Regions from separate parts of the Mus musculus genome. Here regions 1 and 3 are each linked to region 2. The links are chromatin contacts, called in public HiCAR-type and promoter capture Hi-C maps. All regions are on one chromosome and are shown on one strand. The core of a region is the stretch at or near the end of the contact, and the rest is flanking DNA. Distances in the headings are between cores, read along the strand shown. Region 1 overlaps Dclk3 (doublecortin-like kinase 3). Region 2 holds the start of Clasp2 (CLIP associating protein 2). Region 3 holds the start of Trank1 (tetratricopeptide repeat and ankyrin repeat containing 1).

Evidence for each region. Promoter capture Hi-C pulls out the DNA fragments that hold promoters and counts their contacts. HiCAR-type assays count read pairs that join an accessible place to other places.
Region 1: a HiCAR-type map of astrocytes shows a contact between it and region 2, with 5 times the contacts expected there. The contact joins the enhancer-like site here to the promoter of Clasp2 in region 2. A contact is called at or near these places in 2 of 39 promoter capture datasets (the C10 cell line and hippocampal neurons) and 4 of 115 datasets of contacts at active chromatin or transcription factors (astrocytes, embryonic forebrain, embryonic limb bud and 1 more).
Region 3: a promoter capture Hi-C map of embryonic stem cells shows a contact between it and region 2, with 3 times the contacts expected there. The contact joins the promoter of Trank1 here to the promoter of Clasp2 in region 2. A contact is called at or near these places in 3 of 39 promoter capture datasets (cranial neural crest, embryonic stem cells and hippocampal neurons) and 2 of 115 datasets of contacts at active chromatin or transcription factors (astrocytes and stem cell-derived neural progenitor cells).

Annotation. Positions count from the first base shown.
Region 1 is chr9:111,472,986-111,475,854 of GRCm38.p6, reverse strand. All of the region lies in intron 2 of Dclk3 (doublecortin-like kinase 3), which reads right to left. Among named protein-coding and RNA genes, the nearest start is that of Dclk3, 35 kb to the right of the region's middle. Within about 2 kb of position 1,479, at least 30 of the 459 cell types and tissues checked have an H3K27ac peak or open chromatin away from gene starts, as enhancers often do. A contact at or near this core is called in astrocytes, where this site is marked.
Region 2 is chr9:113,740,159-113,742,858 of GRCm38.p6, reverse strand. It overlaps Clasp2 (CLIP associating protein 2), which reads right to left and starts at 1,386. Exons shown (of 40, transcript NM_001114347.1): 1 at 984-1,386. The coding sequence starts at 1,178.
Region 3 is chr9:111,310,351-111,313,050 of GRCm38.p6, reverse strand. It overlaps Trank1 (tetratricopeptide repeat and ankyrin repeat containing 1), which reads right to left and starts at 1,312. Exons shown (of 22, transcript NM_001164659.1): 1 at 800-1,312. The coding sequence starts at 1,209.

The DNA of each region.
Region 1 (2,869 bases), core at 230-2,729, 2.3 Mb after region 2:
CCAGGAAGAGCAAGGCATTACCTCATACACAAAAGATGGCTCACACACAGCTTCCTGCTGTTTTTGAAGCTGTACATGTACACATGTACACGCACACACATATATATACTTGTACATGCATAAAATTTGATGTGTTAGAATAGCAGCTTGAGTCTGCACACCAGGCCAAAACAGTTCCACATGTAAGAGGTTTATTGGGAGAGAGGGGGGCAAGGAAGATGGCAGCGGAAAGAGAAGTGGAGAAGAGAGAGAAAAAGGTGGGAGGGAGCTTTCTTTGTGTATGGGTAATGATGTAACACTGGTAAAGGTGGGAGGTGAGCCAAGTGGATTCTGGGAATATGGTGGCTGTTGCCTTGGGAAAAGGTCTGTGGGTCCCGCCGATGTGATGTCACAGGTTTCAGAGGTCCTGATGCCAACCAAAGTTTATTTGGAGAGAATAAAACTGACCTTTTTTTTTTTTTATCAAAATCAAAAAAAGTTCTAAATGCCAACTGGTCTGGTAGCCATGAACAGATTGTGTGTTGAGCTGAAAATACTATAGCTATTCACCCACACAAGACTTGTACACACATACAAGTACACACACATATAGAAAATATATAAATATGGCAGGGAGAGAGACTAGTTGGGAAAAATAGAGTGAGCAGCATCAGGAGGGGACAAGATGCTTGTAGGAGATGAATCTGCTCCTAATATGTTGTATGCATGCATGTAAATGTGAATGATGAAAACTGTTAAAAAGAAAAATTACAGCTAATCTGTAGTTTGCCATCACCCTTTCTCTCTCTCTCTCTCTCTCTCTCTCTCTCTCTCTCTCTCTCTCTTTCTCTCCCCACACACACACACACCACTGCCTTAAAGCACTCAAAGATCTCAGCTGTGATATTTAATTCTACAAAGATCTGCGTCTGCTTAACCTCTCAGAGATATTTGTCTACACCGAACACATCACCATTACAGTTTCTACTTCCCAGAGCAACTTCCCATTCTCAACCAGCCACGGAGCTCACTCTCCAGTGACACACTGCTGCCTGGTCCATCCCTCGCACTGTGAGAACAAGCTGAGCCACAGACAGATCCCAGGATCTTGTCCTGGTCAGAAAATACAAGGTAAACCAACTGTCCCCAAGTAAAACTAGTCCCTAGGTACCCCTAATCTTGCATGTGAAAACTGTGGGCGTGGGTAACTGGTGGACTATCTTATTCGGCCCAGCTCACAGGACCTACCCAGAGCTCTCAGAAGAATCGCTCCTGCTTAAAGGGTTCAGGAAAAACAGCAAAGGAAAGAACAAAGACTCTGTTGAGAGTCTGGTCATCAAGTGGGAAAAATGCCTCCATTCAGACCCAGAAGACAGAAACAACAAAAAGACTGAATAATGGGGCCTGTAACTCAGTTTGCAGCATGCATGCCTAGCACGCTGGAATCCTGCCTTCATTCCCATACACCAGGTGTGGCACACGCCTGTAACCCCAGCACAAGCGAGATAGAGGCGAGATGATCAGATGTTCAGGGTCATCCTCGGGCTACGCAACAAGCTTGAGGCAAGTCTGGGATACGTCAGTGAATATATTAGCCAAAAAAATTTTTGATAATAATAAAGGTTTTTTTAAAAGCAATAGAGAAGGGACAAGAACACCAGCGAATATAAAAATTCAGTTTCCACCGAGAGAGTTATCGGAGGCTAATTCAGACCATGCAGGCAGACAGCCAAATTATTCTTGCAATTCTATTAAAGTTGGCAAAAACAGGAGGACCTGAGTTAATGGACAACATAAACCTCATTTCACCAGAAAATGAGCTTGACTCAGTCTGCCTGCAGCCGGCTCACTCGTGGGGGCAGGTCACAGACACAGCTCTGCAGCCTGGAGAATTAAAGGGAGCACACTAAGTTCCTGGCCCCTTTTCCCTGTCCAGAAAAAAAAAATGTGGCTTATTGGCATAACTGTCTCATTCGCTATTGCTTCGTCTGAGGCAAACTAGGCTCTGAGTGGCCCTTCATGATAAATGCCAGGGCACCACGGTCCTTTCAATTTGCTGATCTCAATGATATCAGCAAGCAATGGAGTGTTTGCTGTTTCCCAGACAGCAGTGAGCGATGGCATCCAACGCATGTCTGTTAACTGTCCTCCGTGTAGCAAAACCGTTCTCGGTTCCGTGGTAGAGTCTGAATAAAATCGTGCCTGCTTTCATGGACCTGTCTTTATGGGGAGAGAAGGAAGAAATGGAAGGAAATGTAGAGCCACGGAAGATGACTTCGTGGGTAAAAAGGCCTGTGCGAGCTTAATGATGTGAGTGAAATCTCTGGAAATAATATAAAAATCCAGACATGTTTCCACATGCACTACTACTACCCAGCACTACTGCAGCAGGGTAGGGGAGTATCTGGCAACTCCAGGAGCAGCTGCCTTGTAGGGCACAGAAGCAGTAACAAGAAAGACTCCAACAAGATGGAAGGAGAAAACCAACTCTGGAAAGTTATCCTCTGACTTGCATGGACACATCATGACAGTCAGGTTTGTTGACTTGACAAAAAAAAAAGAGAGAGAGAGAAAAAACTAGAGTTATTTGGGAAAAGAATCTCAACTGAGAAAATGTCACCATTGGGTTGCCCATGGGCAAATCTATAGGGCATTTTCTTGATTAATGACTAAAGTACAAGGGCCTAGGCCACTGTGAGAGGAGCCACTTCTGGGCACGTAGTTCTGTGTTGTATGAGAAAGCAGGCTGAGAAACCCTAGGAGAACAAGCCAGGAAGCAGCACCCCTCCGTGGTCTTTGTTTCAGTTATGGCCTCCAGGCTCCTGCCTGGAGTTCCCTCTCACCTTGGCTCCTTCCGTGGACTCCCACCCAGGATTTGTAAGCCAAATAA
Region 2 (2,700 bases), core at 137-2,636:
TGCTAAGTCTAACCTTCCAACAATTCCATAAAGATCTCATCATTAAAACTGCTTTTCTTGTCTCTATAGATAGAAGCTTTCAAAGTACAGCCTATTTGCTGGATACATCACTAAGAATCGTTCCATCCACGGGAGCTCCCGCCTGCATTTTAAAGCAATACTGCCACCAGAAGACTAAAAAGAAAAGTAACCACTAACAACTCCAACTAATTACAGAATATTCACTTTTCTCCATCGGTGGCTACATAACAACTCCCTGATGCTGACCGGACACCCATTCCTCCTCGTACCTTACCGCACTCCTCCCCATTCCCGCTTCGTTTGCAGCATCAACTAAACCATAGTGTTTCAAATCTAAGTTCGTCCCAACTGCGGGAAAACAAGAGAACTGATGAGTGGTCAACGGCTTTCTGCTGTCAATTAAGGGAAATGTGAATAAATGCCATGAGATGAGCAGTCCTTCCGTGCGAAGGACCTGAATACGCGCTAACGGTGCTTTTGGGTGATCTCAACCTTCACGTAAAGACTACGAAAGAAAAGAGGGAGAAAGGGAGAGGGGAGAGGAAAAGAGAGGAGGGAGACGGGGAGGGAACGACAGAGGAAAGAGAGGGAGGAAGAGAGAAGCAAAAAAGAAAAAAAAAGGAAGAGAGGCGGAGAGGGATGAAGAGAGGGTAGAGAGAAAAGAAACTGGAGATTAAGTATAACAGCAAGAGATGAACTTGACGGTCCAACTTCACGCCGTACTCAAACGCCCCATCTCAGCGCAGGCGTTGCCATCGGGCGTAGACAAACGTTACAAAGTCTTAAAGCCTTGGGCCGCAAGTTACCACTTTGTAAAGCGCCAAGCAACACAGCAACGTGTCACCGAACCGCCGCCTGGGGCCGTACCCCAAGCCCTGGGGGGCGATGCCAGCGCGTCCCCGGACCCCGGCGGCAGCGCGCCCGCCCGCCCCGGCCGCGCGCCCGTTCGCACCGCCGCTCACCCGGTAGTTGCTCGAGCCCACCCAGCGGGTGAGCGCGTCCACGGTCTTAGCCAGGCGGCTCGGATCGTCCTCCAGGTCCGGGATGGCTCCGGGCGTGCCGAGGCAGAGCAGCAGCTCCTCGCCCGCCTGCAGCCGGCCGCTCACGTCCTTCTGCAGCACTTGGGCGCAGAAGTACTCGGCGCCGCGGGGCTCCATGGCCGCGCCCGCCACCCCTCACACGCCCGTCGCCCCTTACACGCCAACTTTCCTCGCAGCACCGCCGAGGCGCGGCGGTGAAGCCTCCGGGACGCGCCGACACGCAGAGACGCCGCTGCCTGGGGTGCGGCGGCCGGCGGGGGACGGCCCCCCTAAACTAATCAAACTCGGCGCCCCCCGGTCCCAGCCCCGCTTCAGAGGCTGCGGCTGCCGGCGACGTCAGCGCGCGCGTGACGTCAGAGCGACGCGCCCGGCCTCCAGCCCGGCCTCCCGGCGCGCCCGAGCCCCTGTGGGCTGCGGCCTGTGGCGCTACTGATGGCCCGAGCCTTGGGCTGTCGGGGCCGTGTGGGTCGCCTCGCGTGGGCGACCCTGGAAGGCCAGTGTGGGAATTCCGGCATCTCCGGCGATTCGCTCCGCCGCCATCATCAAGACTCAAAACTTTTTGGTACTTCTCTCCCTGCCCCGCCCCTGCCGTCTCTTAAAACCGGAATACACGGGTCGCGTTCTTCCTCGGCACAGGCCTGGCTGTCCCTTCCTGCTGCCACCCCCACAGTCGCCCTGGAGGACTTTCTGTTTCCAGTTGATACCGAGGTTTTGCAAATGGATCCACATTTTCTCTTGACGCACTTTCACCTCCCACCCTCACTTCGGGAAGCCCCCAGACCGCCGTTACCCACTAACCACCTCTGCCCTGGGCGACTTTAATTTGATTTTTGTTTGGACAGAGACTAAAGGCAGCACAGGATGTCCTCGAACTCACCCTACAGTATGGTCTTACATTTCTGGCCCTACCCCTGCCTCCCAAGCCTGAGCCACAGAACTCGAGTTTTGTTTGGGGATGGCTGGGGCCGTTAACTTATAAGATTTCTTTTTATTTCATGTGTACGTGTGTGCACCTGAGTGTGCCCGCTTGCAGAAACCAAAAGTTCCAGGAAGTCAGATCTGGATGGAGTTAAGTGGCAGTTGTAAGCCACCTGATGTGAATGCTGGGAACTGAACCTGGGTTCTCTGCAAAAGCAGCAAACCCTCTTAACTGCTGAGCCATCTCTCCAGCCCAGTGTTGTAGAGAACAGGTTTAGCTGTGACACTTGGACGAGTCGGGAACTCAGTCTCTTGCATTCTAAACTTATTTCTAACATGGTAGGGTAATTTTCCATTTTTTAAAGTTATGTAACTCCACACTGTGTTCTTTTTCCTTTCCTCCCCCTCTCCCAGTTTCTTTAACCCTGATCCCAATATCCCTAGGGCTCAATCTGCTGCTGTAATCTTTGGGTCTAACTTCTCATAGCAAAATGTTGGTATTTCATTCCATGAAGTACGTATCTTAAAAGTCTCTACCTTTTTATACTTAATCCTTCCCCGTTATACTCTGACTTGTTGATCCATCCGTCCATATAGCAATAGGCCTCTGGGTTGTTTGCAGTTTTCCATAATGGTTGGCATAAGCACCTGAGTTTGGGTGCCCTTGGAGGCAGAGGCATCATCAGATCTCTTGCAGATGACTTAGATTCGATTCCCAGGA
Region 3 (2,700 bases), core at 63-2,562, 2.4 Mb after region 2:
AGGGACCGCAGAGCCTCTGGCTTTCCACTCATCCTCTCTAGCTAAAGATGCAGTGATTGCGACAGTGCTAACTGAGCTGAAGCGGGTCCCCAGGCTGCAGAGCTCACGGACTCCCTTGCCCTCCTTTCTAAATTTTGCTTTTTCTTTTTTTCCAAGTTGCACATCTCCCTAAGAACTATCCCCAGGCAGCCTCTCTCTTGCCTGCCTCGGTGAAACGCCCCCAGCAGAGAGCAGAGTCCCCCCCAGCGGGGCCCGCGAGCCCTCCGCGGCGGGTTACAAGTGCGCAGAGCCCGCGAGTGCAAGAGTGCGGGGGTTGGGGGCCCGAGGACGAACCGGGCTGAGCCGGGCCGAGCAGCAGGCTGAACCCGCGCTCCTGAGCAAACCGCCCCGCGACTCGGGTCGGCGGCGGAGGGTGGGCCGCGGAGGCCGCAGGGATGGAGGACCGAGGCCTCCCCCTCCAGGGGGCAGCCCGCGCCCCGCGCTCCCCGCCGATGCCGCGCCGTCATCCCCGCGCGGCTCCGCACACCTCGAGCCAAGCTGTGCGGCGAGGCGCGTCCGCCGCGGTGTGGCCCGGAGGCCCCTCCGGGGGGTGGGGGAGGATGGGGGTGGGGGTCCCCGCAGGGAAAGCTCCGCCGGGCACCGCTGCCCGCCCGGGCCGTGTCGCCCCGCGCGCCTTCCCGCGCCAGGCCGCGGTCGAGGGAGGGAGAAGGGGGGAGGGCAGACAACCCCGCGGGGCCTCGGGGACTCGGGGCCCGCAAAGCCCCAGACGCCCCCCCCCCAACCCCCGCCAGCTACGCACCTTGCCGCGCGCGGGTCCCACATGGCCGGGACTCGCCGCCGCCGCCTCGGGATGCGCGCAGGTGACACCGAGGCCCCGCGTTCCGAGGCCGGGGCCAGGCGGAAAGCTGCTTCCCGCGGCTCGTGCGGGACCGGCTGCGGGAGCGCCGCGCAGGCCGAGTCCGTGCTCCCACGCGGCTGCGGGGGCCCGAGAGCCGTCACGTATCGCCTCGCGGCGGGAGACGAAGGTGTCGCCTTTGCTCCGAGGAGAGTGTCGCGTCCCGCACCGCCGCGCGGGAGAGGCCCGCGGCGTGGCGGCCCGGCCTCCGGGGCCGAAAGCTTCGCGCCGGGCGCGCGGGACCGCGGCGTGGGGCCCCGTCTCGAGCTGCGTCTCCTCGGAGGCCAGCGGCGGCCCGCGGTCGTGGAAGCCATGGCTCGGCGAGCTCGCGGCGGCGCGCTCCCCTCGGGTCGTCCCCTCAGACGCCGACGTCGCACTCACCGCGCGCCCGACGCGCCGTTCCTGGAGGTCGGGAGCAGACCGGGCAGCGAAGCTCCGAGCAGCGCGACGCTCGTCGCCTCCGTCATTTGCCGAGTTCCTGTCACGCGGGCGGGAACCGTCCAGGCGCCTGGCAGAAGGGCCGCGAAGTCGTGAGGGTGAGGCGAGGTGGCTCCGAAGCTCTCCTGAGCCGGGATGCGTGCTCGCCCCCCGCCGGGTGGTCCTCGCGACTGAGGGGACAGGAGTCACGTTCCCACCCTCCAGGGGCCCGGGACCCAATCAGAGGGCGCGGCCGCTGGCACGCTGCCTCCTGGTGGCTCATGGGCCTCCTGGGCCAGAGCCCAGGGCGCGTCGAACAGCGGAAGACAGGAGCCGGCCGGGGGAGGCGGAGGGACGAGGCCAGGAACACCGCGGTCCTTCCCAGCTCCTCCAGGGGAGTCGGAACCAGTCAGCCCTGACCAGCAGCCTCCTTCTGGCCTTCTCTCAATTCGACCCCCATGCCACCACACACGCACTCACGCACACACACAAATGTGAGGCGCCATTCCCCCTCAAAACCCTTGGGTGGCACCCCACTGCCTAGGGCTGAGCCTTTAGGCTCCTCAGTGTTAGCCTAGGGTCCCGGACACAGTGCTCCCACAAACGCTTGAACTCCAGTCATACCCCCACCCTGGTGGGATTTTTAAAACGCTGGTGGATGCCTTTGCTTCTGATTTCTTATGGCATATATCTCCAGGGTGCAATTTTTAAAGCTTTCCAAGACATTGTATCAAGTAGTAGAATTTGAAAGGCTTGCTGTCATGAGACATTGCTAGACCTTTCATTTTAAAGAGATTTTATAAAACCTTCTCAGCTCTAACATGTTTGGTACACCACCAGCAACAGCACCACCACCACCACCACAGCCTCATCATTTCCACTTCCAAAAGGCCTAGTGGGTTTCCTACGTCAGAGTAAGGCTAGTGGGTTTCTTATGTCAGAATAAGGCAAGAGATTGTGGAGGCAGTACAAGAATAAAATGTGCATCTGTGCTTTTCTGTCCATTTCCATAGCATTGACCTCTAATGTGGACTATACTCTTCAAAATCATCACATAAGTAGATCTTGCTTTTCAAAATCACTTCAACTATTATCAAAATGAGGTGTTGGTGCTGTTAAAAAAAAAAAAAAGCAATCCCCTGCTGCCCTCCTATCTAACAACCCTTTGAGTCTTTCCATGCTTATTTAATTGCTCTGTTCATGTCTGTAAACGTGTTTGGTTGCTACTTGGAATACTTCTTCCCAGTTTCATACACTATCCCTATCTGGTAAATACTTTGAGGCTGCGTACCAAAAGACCTTTATATTTGGTATTCTAGTTTATCTGGGTATAAAATTCAGGCTCAGAAATCATTCACTCCAGTGACTTGTAGCTTTGAGAATTGTTG